Linked DNA regions of Mus musculus: region 2 is linked to region 1. Evidence: chromatin contacts called from public HiChIP or PLAC-seq data. All regions are on one chromosome and are shown on one strand. Each heading gives the region's core, a stretch centred on a gene start, on an enhancer-like site or on the middle of the called end of the contact. The rest is flanking DNA. Distances are from core to core; before and after follow the strand shown. Region 1 overlaps Susd1 (sushi domain containing 1). Region 2 has its middle 15 kb from the start of Susd1.

Evidence for each region. HiChIP or PLAC-seq counts read pairs in DNA pulled down with a chosen protein or histone mark.
Region 2: a BATF HiChIP or PLAC-seq map of CD8 T cells shows a contact between it and region 1, with 16 read pairs. The contact joins two enhancer-like sites. A contact is called at or near these places in 34 of 484 Hi-C or Micro-C datasets (B cells, CD4 T cells, CD8 T cells and 23 more), 8 of 115 datasets of contacts at active chromatin or transcription factors (CD8 T cells, the HPC-7 cell line, bone marrow-derived dendritic cells and 5 more) and 5 of 9 other capture datasets (adipose tissue, bone marrow-derived macrophages, embryonic stem cells and 2 more).

Annotation. Positions count from the first base shown.
Region 1 is chr4:59,362,930-59,369,218 of GRCm38.p6, forward strand. Susd1 (sushi domain containing 1) reads right to left here. Exons shown (of 17, transcript NM_001163288.2): 10 at 2,793-2,985. It also overlaps the pseudogene Gm12527. Among named protein-coding and RNA genes, the nearest start is that of Susd1, 73 kb to the right of the region's middle. Within about 2 kb of position 3,457, at least 51 of the 459 cell types and tissues checked have an H3K27ac peak or open chromatin away from gene starts, as enhancers often do. A contact at or near this core is called in CD8 T cells, the G1E-ER4 cell line and trophoblast stem cells, where this site is marked.
Region 2 is chr4:59,450,142-59,456,430 of GRCm38.p6, forward strand. No RefSeq gene overlaps it. Among named protein-coding and RNA genes, the nearest start is that of Susd1, 15 kb to the left of the region's middle. Within about 2 kb of position 2,515, at least 65 of the 459 cell types and tissues checked have an H3K27ac peak or open chromatin away from gene starts, as enhancers often do. A contact at or near this core is called in CD8 T cells, the G1E-ER4 cell line and trophoblast stem cells, where this site is marked.

The sequences.
Region 1 (6,289 bases), core at 2,207-4,706:
ACAGATCGCAGAATTCCAATGTTGAAATAAATGAACTCTAAGGATATAACTAAGCCCTGTGAATTGCTTTCCTAATGTAGATACCTGGGATGATACGGATATTTGTATTCAAGCCCCCAGTGTTCAACATCACAAAGGTCATTTCCCTTGCTAAAGTGGGCGAAGGGTGGTGGTCACTTCCTTGCCATAGTCCACAAAAGCAAAGACAATTCACCGCTCATTCAGCCTCAAGGAACAGTAAATACCAGACCCGATGGACAGGAAGCTCCATTCCTTGGGTCACATTTCCTGTTGCACAGAGTTCGTGTGTCACGGGTTACTGAGCAAACACGTTGCAGTATGCTGATCTCTGCAGCCTGCGGTACTTCATGTAGCCCCGGCCTCCAAGAAGTAGGTAATAGGTTATCTGCCCACTGCTGTCTGCGGCTCAGCCTAAGACCAGCTGGATAACCCCATTGTATTTAAATCTTCTCTAAAATGACCACACTCTAATCTGTGCTGAGGGTCATTCTGGGAGTTGCCCACAACAGTAAAGACAATACTTTGCCTATTAATCCTGTGTAATCCCACGTGGCAAGGAAAATTAAGATTTGGTTTCTCACTACAAAAAGTGCATACACTGGCTGGAACCTAATATGATGAAGAGAGTGCCTGAACAGGTTATACAGCGCATGCAGGGTCTCTAAGTCAAGAATGCAGGAATAGAGGAAGTGGGTATTTGATTATTAGGAAAAATGTATCGATCAGATCAAGTTTTAGCACATTAGCATCTTGGATATGAACTATAGAATTATTTTAGCTATCTCTCCTTTTTTTCCTCTCTAACTTCCTTCCTCCCTCCCTTCTCATATCTCTGCCTGCATGGACATTGTAATTGGCCAGGAGTAGCTAAGTTGTGTGTGGCTAAAACAATACTACCCAAGTGGACTGGCAGAATCAGGTGGGTAGACCCTGAGTGAGCACCTGTGCATACTGACTCAGAACTTCTGGGATGGAACCCGTGAACCTGTGCCTAATACCTCTCCTGGTCATCCCACACTTGGTGAGATGGACAGAAATGCACTAATGTCTTGAGCGTTACAGTCTCCTGTGCAAAAGTCATACTGCCTGCCAAACTGGCCTGCTAGAAGCGAAAGTGAACAGGAAATGGGGTGGGGGTTAGGGGGTAGGGGGTGGGGTCCTGACCAGAGAGGAGCAGGCCCTTCATTTTGCAGCTCCTCCAGAGAGGAAACCCTGAAACTTCACTGCTAAGCCCAGAGAAGTGAAGAAATGGTAGAAGGGACCCTGGCATCGTGGCCCAGTGGGAGAATGCTTGCCCAGTTTGTGTGAAGTCCTGAGTGAGTGGGTTCTCTAAGGAAAAGAAGAAAGGAGAAAGGGTGGGAGGCAGGGAGGGAGAGAGGGAACGCTAAAGACCCCGTGCTCCTTAGCACTAGCTGGGAGCTGTGTAGTTAACATCGCTGGCCTCTATATGGCTTCCAGGAAAATCCACAAAGGAGGCGTTTCTAAGGAGCACCAAGGGGCGTCATTATACCCCTACTGTGAGTCAGACTGCTGCAAACACAGTAATAAAAAATCCAAGAGACTGGTGAGCATGAAACAGTTTTTAATATACCATCATGCAGAAGGGGGAAGCCAAATCACTGATCTAGCACAAAAATAGGGGTTTTAAAAATCCTGGAGAAATTTCTGTCCTCTTCTATAGGCTGGAACTTGGACTCCGTCCAAATCACTCTCATAGACCTTGGACACAAAGGCTCAGCCAATGAACAATCTGGGACATAGGGCTGCCGCTCTCCCCATTTTGGATCCTGGGCTCAGTCACTTTTCTAACCCTCAGAAGCTGAGACAGACAGACCCCAGCTTCCAGTTAGGAGAGGGAGGGAGGAAGGGACCTTATGCCTCCTCTAAGGCCAACGCACTCTAGTTCATCTCATCCTGAAACAGAAGTAACAGCTTATTCTTTACATGGGGCCATGCTCCTGGATGGCCCAGCTGTGAACCCCCTGGATTCAGCCAGTGCCCAGTGCAGCAGAGATAACATTTCTGTCTTCTGGAAGATTGCCAGGTCCAGCATGGCCTTGATAGGGACAGAATAACATAGTTCCTGCCCCTGGGACAGGGCCAGCAGGCGTGGGCCTCCACAAGTGTCAATGGCTGCTGTGGGCATAATGTACATATTTGATGTTCCTCCTTTGAGGAATGTCCTCCCCGTTAACATTGATGCCTCCACAATGTTCAGAGACAGCACAAATTAAGGAGGTGAAGGTGTGGCTAACATCTCAGCAAAATGGTAAATGCAGGGACCTTCAGGACAGCCCTTGAGGCTGTGGGAAAGAACCATGCGTTTGAAAATATATAATTTCCCAAGTATGCAAAAACATAAGGATGCAATGTAAATTGCATAAATGAAATATATGGGGCTTCATGAATCTAAAGGAACAAACACAGCTGCACAGTGAGCCAACTTGTCAAACAGACATTAAGGAAGGAGATAGAGAGCCATTTTGAATTTGAAACGAGAGACAGAAGCCTTACAGAATTCCCACTCTAAAGTTGCCTGGAATCTCTATGTAGTCTCCTTTTCTGGAATCTCCTCGAGAAGTCAAAACATTGTACAGAAGGACTGATTGGTAAGATTCAAGCATCAGGAATACCAGACAAAGCTGGCAGTTTATTAGAAGTAGAACGCAGGGCTCTTGACCCCATCCTCTGTGCTCCCCTCATTGTGCCGATGAACCCTCGTACCTAATGTGTTATCCCCAGGAACAAACTGGAAAGGCATCCGTGCCTACCTGTCACTGAGGTTGTTATGGTTATTTGTGCGGAGCGCGGCTCAGTGGGTCTCAGAAGGGTGATGTTTATCGTGTAATCAGTAGCGGGGTACAGATCTAAACACACTTCTGGAGCTCGGTCTCTTGTTGTGAAGTTAAAGAGAGCAGCATGGTAGGAGCTCTCTAGATACCACCTCTGACCCAGAACCTCCACCTGTCAGACGGAAAGAGAGTGCTGCGTTAGCTTCCTGCTGGCTGCCAGATTCCTAGACTGTCAAGAAATCTCCTTCTGCTAATCTTTGTAGGATTACCTTAAAGACAGCAAAGCTCCTGCACCTGTCCTACCCAGTTTTCCTCTCAGGCAGGTGTAGGACTAAGATTGAATTGCATAACCAACGACGGACAGGGAATAACAAGACGGCAGGCGGTTCTAGAGCAATCCCTTGTGCCCACTCAAATGAAAGAGACTGCACCGAAGCTACTGGGCAAAAATTCTTTCGGTTTTGTTCATCCTGAGGACTCCATAGAGAAGCCCCACTGTGCGGGGTACTTAGCATTATGAGAACTATCCCAGGCCATGCTTTGAAAGTGCGATGTGGTTTCTCTTGCGTCTTCCTTCCCATCAGAGCTGGTCAAAGCTGATGAGTGGAGGCATCCCACATACTGCGATCTGAATCACACCGCTCAAGCAACAGTGAGTCACAGAGGAAGCGAGTCACAGGGGAAGTGCAGGACAGATCCCAGGGTACTATGATCAAACGTTATCAACCAGTACAGTTTATCTGGTGAAACTGAGTTTAATGAAGCTCCCATCGTTGGCTCTCCACCCTCCACCATTACTTTCAATCACTGAACGAACCATCCTCACAGATCATCCAAGACTGGATAACTAACTGGCTCATAAGGTTCAACTCTCACCCAAGCCTTCTGACTCTCTTGGATAGTTTAGGCACCCTCAGAGAGAGATCAGCAAAACTTGAGTCCCTTACACTCAAGGCTATGAATGTCCTCCACATGGTTCCAGCTGTCCAATGCCACAGTCAGGCTTCAGGGTCTAGAAAGCATTACCAGGGGAGCTGGGCACAAGATCTCATGGTACCCTGCTCTCCTGGACCACTTGCTGATAAAGGATAATGTATTCACATGTGATATGAACAGTGTGTATATTCTCACATGCGGACAGCTTTTGAGTGCTCACTTTTCTCCAGTGGACGTAACTATATCCCATGTATTACATAAATGGATCCTTAACATATTAAAAGTTCAGTTTATTTTTTCCATTTAACTCTTCAGTCGTTTTAGGGTGTGTATGTGTGCATAGATGCCTGAGGCTGGATGTCTTCTCACTGAACCCTGAGCTCACAGATTCAGCTAGCCTGGCTAGTCAGCAGCCAAAGGAATCCTCTTGACTTGGCACACAGCACGGTACCTGGCTCTTTAGGTGGGGATGGGGTCCAAACTCAATGCCTCACACTTAGGGTGGCAAGTACATTACTAACTGAACGGTCTTCCCAGCCCCAAGAATCACTGGTTTTCTTAACCAAGTGTTTGGCTAGCTTTAACAGAACTCCTTCAGTACTATCATAGAATAAACCATTTGGGTCCTTGAATGTGTCTCTTTTCTAGGGCTCTTTCTCACCGTCCAGCCCTGATTAGGATTTTCACTTCCTCCTTACCTCCCTGCTCCTCTTTGCCCACACCTCCCCTCTTCACCCCCACTTCAGCTAATCCCTACACGTTTTCTATGATACGATTGATGTGGGGTTTGCTTCTTAAAAATTACACCTTGTTGGGGAGAAGTGGAGAGGTGGCTCAGCAGTTAAGAGCACTGGCTCTTAAAGAGGACCTGGGTTCGATTCCCAGCATGGATACAGTGACTCACAACCATCTGGAACGCCACACTCTACTCCTGGCCTCCATGAACATAAGGCACATACACGGTGCACATACGAACATGCAGACAAAGCATGCACATTAAGGTAAAGCATAAGTAAATATTTAAAAAATTATACTTAGAAGTAAATGCATGCATGCACGCGCGCACACACACACCCATCCCATTATTTTTACATTTTTGTCAAATGTAAAAATTCATAGTATCTCATTACAGTTGCTGTTTATTTGTAAATTGGTATTTGTTTGACTTGAAACTCTTGGGTCATAATATATGATATTCTTTTGCTAAATATTTATGGAATAAATAACTGATTTTCACTTTATCACACTCGGCCTGAATTCCTCTCTCTCTCTCCCTCTCTCTCTCTCCTATTTTTTTTTTGAGGACTACAACAAATAATTCTATTTGAAGTTGCTAACCCTCCCCCCTCCAAAAAAACTGTACATGAGTTTACAAACATATTAATATATAAATAATGAGACAGGTCCTAGGGAGCCTCCCTGTTGTCTCTGCTGGAGGTGAAAACTGGAGGGGCACTGTCCCCACAGGCTGCTTGTTGCTGTGACGTCGCATGGCAGCTGCTCAGGATCCACTGCTGGCTTCTTGGGCACCTCCGGGTTCAACTGGCAGTCTGTCTTCCGCTGTGCTCATGACGAGCTGGAAACTTTGAACCTGCAGCAGTGGCAGCTCTTCAGCCTGTCATCATCATCGTTCTGGCTCAAGCTTGTGCTGGAAGGGACACTTCCTCTCCCGACAGTGCTTCTTGTGGCCAGGCCGGTCCTTCTGCTGGCACTGAAAGCCACAGTATCAAGCCACCGGGCAACCCCCACAGATGTTGAACTCTCAAAGCTGCTTTTCAATCACCATACAAGGAGGAGAATGACATTCATAGTAGGTACAGGAATTTTCTTCCTCTTCCACCACATCCCCATTGGCATTATAGTACTGGGTCACATTCAAGACAGGGAAATGTTCTTCTATAGGGTCTGTGGGAAGCTGCTGGATTGCAAGCCAGTATAAGCTTTTTGCTGGAGGTCTCTTCAGCTTTGGGTCGCCAGCCCCATGGTACCAGCGGCAGGTTGTCCAAGTGATTGTCCACAGTCACAGCATTGAGATAAACCACCTGAAACCCGGGAGCCACACCTCCCCTGTGCCAGTCCCACAGCAGCTCATGCAGAAGCCTGCCTGAGCCCTTTCCTCGGTTTTTGTCAAAGGCATATGCAAATATCTTAGCACCATTTCCATCAGCATCTACTTCCATTCGGGCTCGGGCTACCGCCACCTCCTCTTGCCCACCGGACCTGCCACACACCTCAGCCTGAGTTTCTAGGCACGAAAAATGACACCAAAGTAAATCCAGGTTCCTTCTTAAATTTGCTTTTGATTTGAGTTTGGGTAGGGAAGGAAACTAAAGCTAAATGAGCTTCTTGGAAATGTACACCCAGTATGTGCATCTGAAGGCAAACTAAGATAAATGTCTTAACATGTAAGTGTGCAACTGTAGGCAAGAAAGCGATAGAAGTCATCAAGTTCACAGACCCTTCATCAACTTAGTTTCTCCCTGCAACAGTGTAACACGCACCCATTCCTAGAAAGAGCAGTCGCCAACAGTGCAGACAGT
Region 2 (6,289 bases), core at 1,265-3,764, 86 kb after region 1:
GTTTAATCCTTCTATGAACATTCAGGAGGTACAAGTCTCTACGTGGTTAAATAGTACTTCTTTCATATATGTATAATTTTATTTTATATATATATGTGAGTGCTGGAAATTGAAACTAGGACTCAAACCTGGGTTTTCTGGGAGAGCAGCAAATGCTCTTAACTGCTGAGCCATCTCTCTAGCTGCTAAAAAGTATTTCTTAATCTTCATTTGGTGCTTATTGAACTCGGTCTTACTTTTTAAGTTTTTCGGTATAGCAGGAAGTAGGCCAAGGAAGGGCTAGAGAGATGACTCAGCAGTTAGGAGTGATCACTCTTGCAGAAGACCTGAGTTTGACTCCTACTGACTACATCAGGTGTTTTTCACGCCTCCAGGGAATCTGAGGATTCTTCTGGCCTCCGTGGGCATTTCTACTCACCAGTGCACAGCACTGCTCCCCAGCCTCCACACCCCCAACACGTATGTCAGGTCCAAAGAGTACTCCTTCCTCAGAAGAGCAGGCTACCTGACCGGTGAGAAATTAAATCTAGGCCAGCTCAACCTGGACAATGGAAAGCTGTCTGGTGGTTAGATCAAAAGCCAGCATTCCTCAGAACTTGTGAAACTGGTTCCCAAAAGTATGCCAAAAGGAGTCATTTCCTTTCCTTCTGGCTCCCCAACTGACCTATGCCAGGGGCACCTATCAGCATATCAAAGTCTATGCCAGCCTTCAGGATTCCTTAGACCTCAGTCACAGTACTTGTTACACATTCTAAAGCCCCCAGCTCCTCTCCTCTCTCTCAGAGGCTTCCTTTATTCCCAGATACCCATTCTCCTTACAACCCTGGTGTGATGGTTTGTATAGGTTTGGCCCACATAGACTTAAGTGTTGGAATGCTTGGCCTACAGGGAGTGGCACTATTAAGAGGGATGACCTTGTTGGAATAGGTGTGGCCTTACTGGAAGAAATTCGTCACTTGTGGGCGTGGTTTGGAGGTTTCTTATGCTCAAGCTCTGCCCAGTCTGGAATCAGAGTTCTCTCCTGGCTGTCTAAGGAACACACTATCCTTCTGGTTGCCTTTGGTTCAAGATGTAGAACTCTCAGTTCCTTTTCCAGCACCATGTCTGCCTGCACGCTGCCATGCTTCCAGCCATGATGATAATGGACTGAACCTCTGAGCTGTAAGCTATGGATGTGGTGTCTCTTCAAAGCAATAGAAACCCTAAATAAGGCAGTACCCAACCTTTTTAAGCTAGTTTTAGTGGGGAAACTGAGGTATAAGGGTGATAAAGCACATAGAGAAAAGGACAGGAGACATTTCCCCAAGGGGCTCCAATCCCCTACACTGTAATCTGTCCCCAAGTCTTATATTTCTTTGCTAGTGTTCCATGAGAAACTCTTTTCATAAGATGAGTTAAGAATTTTTGCTTAGGCTAGTACAACTGAGATCCTTTTACTTGCCAGAGAGGGAGAGCTGGTCCCACACCTTGCTGGCTGTAGCCCTCAGCAGAGTGGGCCCTGCACCTCACCTGGGTAGAGCTGGCCCCAGTAGTATGAGTATGGGTGAGTGGGCCTCAAATTCTTGAGAATGGGAATGCTGGCCATGCCCCTAGCTGGCTGAGGGAATGGGTGAACTAGCCAGGGCAGTGCTAGAGTGTTCACCCTGGTGATGTGGGTGGAGGAGAGAGCTGGAGGCTGACCAATTCACCTACCACCCAGGCCCAGATCCAAGGCTTTGAGTTGGCCCACCCCAACATCTACCCCATCTATGAACTGCTGGAGTGTGTGAAGGGTCCAGTCCTGCAGCTCCAAAGCTGCAGGATCTTCATGACACAAGGCAATGACTAGATCCAGATGAGGATCCAGTACTGTTAATGTAGCAGAAGCCAGGGCTTTGTACCAGACCAATAACTCATTACAATGAACATTTCCAAGTAAATGTGACTGTGGCTAGCATACTGCAGATTCCATGATGAGATTTTGCTGTTTGCTGGTGTTTGTTTTTATTGTTGTTCTTTTGTTTTGTTTTTATTTTTATTTTTTTATTTCTTTCGGGGGAGGTTGCAAGGGCTGTGGAGGTTGTCTCAAGGTATCTTAGTTAGGGTTTCATTGTTGTGAAGAGATGACCAAGACAACTTTTATAAAGAAAACATTTAACTGGGGCTGGCTTACAGTTCAGAGGTTTAGTCCATTGTTGTCATGGTAGGAAGCATGGCAGCCTGCAGGCCAATATGGTGCTGGAAAAGGAGCTGACAGTTCTATACTTTGATCTGCAGGTAGCAGAAGGAGACTGTGTCTGTCACACTGGGTGTAACTTGAGCCTATATGACCTCAAAGCCCACCTTCACAGTGACATACTTTGTCTAATAAGGCCACTCCTTCTCATAGTGCCAGTTTTATGACCAAGCATTCGAACACAAGAATCTGTGGGGCCCACACCTATTCAAACCTCCACAGGTACCAGCAGCCTATGAGATTCCTTAGCACCAGCTGTGTGAAGTGACTCGTCTGTCTTGGCCTGGAATGATGCAACATTCTGAAATCTCGCTTGCATTCTAAGAAACCGAAACCTTTGCTGAATCTCTCAGCCAGAGTTAATAGTACACCCGGGAGTCACTTAAAACTTGACTACCACCGGACTGTGTACTCAAACTGTTTCACTTGCCTTTAAGAGAGCAAAGCCATAACTAACCTTACTGACCTTGGATTTCCCGTGTCATCAACTTTTACAACCTCAGCCAATGCAGAGTGGTTTCTTAGACTACACACTCTTCCACGCCCCTGACACAGATAATGCATGTGTATCATTTGTTTGACAGCAGCAAACACAGAAGTTGAAAGCAATTTGCTGAAATCTATCAGAAAGGTTGAAAGTACCCTTTATGGAAAAGTGGCTAACAGTGACTGTTGTCTGGGTCAGTTGGGATCAACTGGAACCAGTGATTTATACCCTTGTAAACTTTGTTAAAGATTTGCAAACTGTCCTGTTCCTTCCCCCATGAGATGCTTTCTATGATGACCAATCAATATAAAGTGAAGCCCTTTGTGAGGGACAGACACCACCCACACACAGATACATCCAGGTCCAACAAGAGACAGAGACACAAGGATACACACAGACAGACACAGGGACAAACAGATTCATAAAACAGCCTTCCGGTAGGAGATTCAGATCATACCACACAGAGACAGAGGATGGAAGACACAGGGAGCATGAAGCAGAGAGTTCAAATCCGGATGCTCTCTTGGTTAGGAGTTCAGTAGGATGCTTTTATTCCTTTCCTTACTGTAATGCCAATGCATTGTTGGTGGCCTGGAGTTAATTACTACTGTGTTATTACCCACACATTGACCTTTCCAGCCTGTCTTGAGTGGTCAGCTTGATAACTTGGATAAAAGACAAATGGTCTCCTGGTCCCAAATGTTTGATGATGACTTATCACTGTTGTACTGTGGATGGGTGGGGGGGTGTCTACAAATGAGGATATACCAACTGGTAAATATGAAACACAGCATTGTTCACTAAAGCCTTCAATACCTTCCTATACCATACTGGCTTCTCTGTAATTTGCTCAATTTTCCTTCTGCATTTCTCTTCCAAAGCGCCCAACGATCATGGTTGGCCCTTAGGGGTGTCTGTTTCATTAGATTATAAACTGCAAAAGGCGTGAGGATGTGTCATGATGCTAGTTAACTTTGCCAATCTGTGACCAAATACTTGACAGAGTAACTCACAACCAGGATTTGCTTTTCTCACAACTTCAAGTCTACTCCGAAGTTGCTTGGTCCTGACCTCAGGCATAACATCATGACAGCAACAGCTCTCACCTCATGAAAACAGGGAGCAGAGACAATAAGAGAGACATAGTTGAAACCTTCAAAGGCAGGCCTCCAGGAACTTCCACCAGCTCGGCCCCATCTCACCTCCCCAAACAGTGTCACCATCTGGGGCACAAATATATTGAACTCCAACAGCCATGTTGGCCGAATATCATGGTGCCTGGTAAAATTCCTTGGGTCTAGTTAGTAGTTCTGAGGGAATGACAGATTGCTTGCCAGTAGACTTTAATATGCTGCTCAGCTAAACATCCATGGAGCCAAGCAGTGTGGGGAAGATGGGATGAGTCACCCTTTACACGTCTCATTTCCTGCTCATTCAAAGATCAGTGTTTCTAGGATGATCTAGCCCCCAGGGCTGTCTCTGAAACTCAAGATGGGCCCTACATTGCTCTGACTTGTTTTAAAAAGGATAAGAGTAAGACATATTGACGTTGTACCAAAATGAATGATGGAAAAAGAAGCACACATTAGCCAGTTCAAAGGATTTCTCATGCTTTGATTTTCTCTGGCAGGTTTGTGGGATGAACCCTAAGCACTCATGGGTAATTTTCTAATCAAATTATGCTTTTGCATCATGGCAACTACTTCACAAATACAATTTGCTAGCATCAGCCACAATATCAGGAGCAGAAGCTACAAACCTTAGATCTTCGCATAAAACACATGTTGCCACACATTGTTTAAATCAAGCAGACTGCACCTGTCCAAACAGGCCGGTTCCCCCTTATTATCAACGTTCCAGCTGCTTGCTTTCTCTCTTTGTCTCTCTCCAAATTCATCTGTTCTGAGATCTCCTTTGTCATGGCGTTACTGTGGCCTGCTTAGGAGACTTTATGTTCAATAACATTTAAAAAGTCAGGCCGGGAATGTAGCTCACTTAATAGAGTTCTTGCCTAGTATGCAAAAACCCTTGGCTTACAAGATCCTCAGCACTGCCTGAGCCAGAAGCCAGCCATGGTGGCAGATACCTATAATCCCAGCGCTCAGGAGGCAAGAGAAAGAAAATTGGAGGTTCAGGTCATTCCTGTCTCAAAAAAGGGAAGGAGGGAGGGAGAAAAGGAAGGAAAAAAGGAAGGAGGGAGGGAGGGAGGGAGGGAGGGAGGGAGACAGCAGGCAGGCAGACAGAGATGGGAAAGGGAGAGAGGGAGGACACACTATAATTTAGCTCATAGTTCCCAAATGTCAATGACTTCAGTTGTGACTTGTCAGTGACTCATATACTGTCACTAGACTCCAGCTTGTCTTCTCAGCATGTCTGGTTCTATTCTCAAGTGTCCCTTCAAGATCAGAGGATGGCAGCAGCCACAGTCCTTCTGTCTTCTCAGTTTATAATCCAGCAGACAGAAAGAGAGTGTCTTAGGGTTTTACTGCTATGATCAGGCACCATGACCAAGGCAACTCTCATAAGGAAAACATTTAATTGGGGCTGGCTTACAGGTTCAGAGGGTCAGTCCATTATCATTAAGGCAGAAACATGGCAGCAGGCATGGTGCAAAAGGAGCTGAGACTTCTACATCTTCATCTGAAGGCTGCTAGCAGAATACTCACTTCCAGGCAGCTAGGGTCTTAAACCCATGCCCACAGTAACACACCTACTCCAACAAGGCCACACCTCCTAATCCTGCCACTCCCTGGGCCGACCATATACAAACTACCCCAGAGAGGAAGTCCAGAACCAACTGTCCCGGGGCTGGTGCTCACAATAAAACCAGTCATAAGACCAATTATTAGCTAACCTGCACCAGGGCTAAGCCTGACTCTGGGGTCAGCCTGTTCTGACCCCCAGGACTGCAAGAGGAAGAAGTGGTTCCTGCTGCAGATGATAGCTCATGTCTTTACAGAAGGGTACAGGAATGCTGGACAGTAAGTCCTCAGCATTGAGCTGAGTTCCCCAGCTGCTCAGCTCCTGCCCTTCCTCTTCAGTTCACCAGTGTTTTCAGATGTGATAAACGGGCTGGGAGGTTTCAAACCTTTCTCCGTTGGCATTCTAACATGGCTTCGGGGCTCTCGTCACTCTGGTTAGCTCCTGTTTCCTTGTTGTTGTTTTAATTACATGTGCGAAAGGGTGAGGCAGTGCAAGGCTTCCTCCATCTTGTATTATCGCTGAGGCCATTTCAGGTTTACCCAGAATTTGCTCTCCTTGAAGGAAAATTCTGTGGAAAACTATTCAACTCTATTCTAGGAACCCAAGGTCAAGATGTCGCATAATTCACCTCAGCTTCTGTTAAACTGCTTGCTTGTGCAAACTTTCCCCCACGCAGCTGCTGAGAAAGATACCAGGATTTGGCTTTTGCCTTATGGGTCCTGAAGGCCGGAGTGCAGTCCCAGCAGGCTGAATAAAGACTTTCAATTGCCCATAAGTATCTGAGTGGTCATCTCTGGTGGGCTCCCTGTAACTTTGTACATAGAAAGTTATTGTATGCTAAAACTGAAAATAACAGGGTTGTCTGACCAGAGTAGAATCAAGTG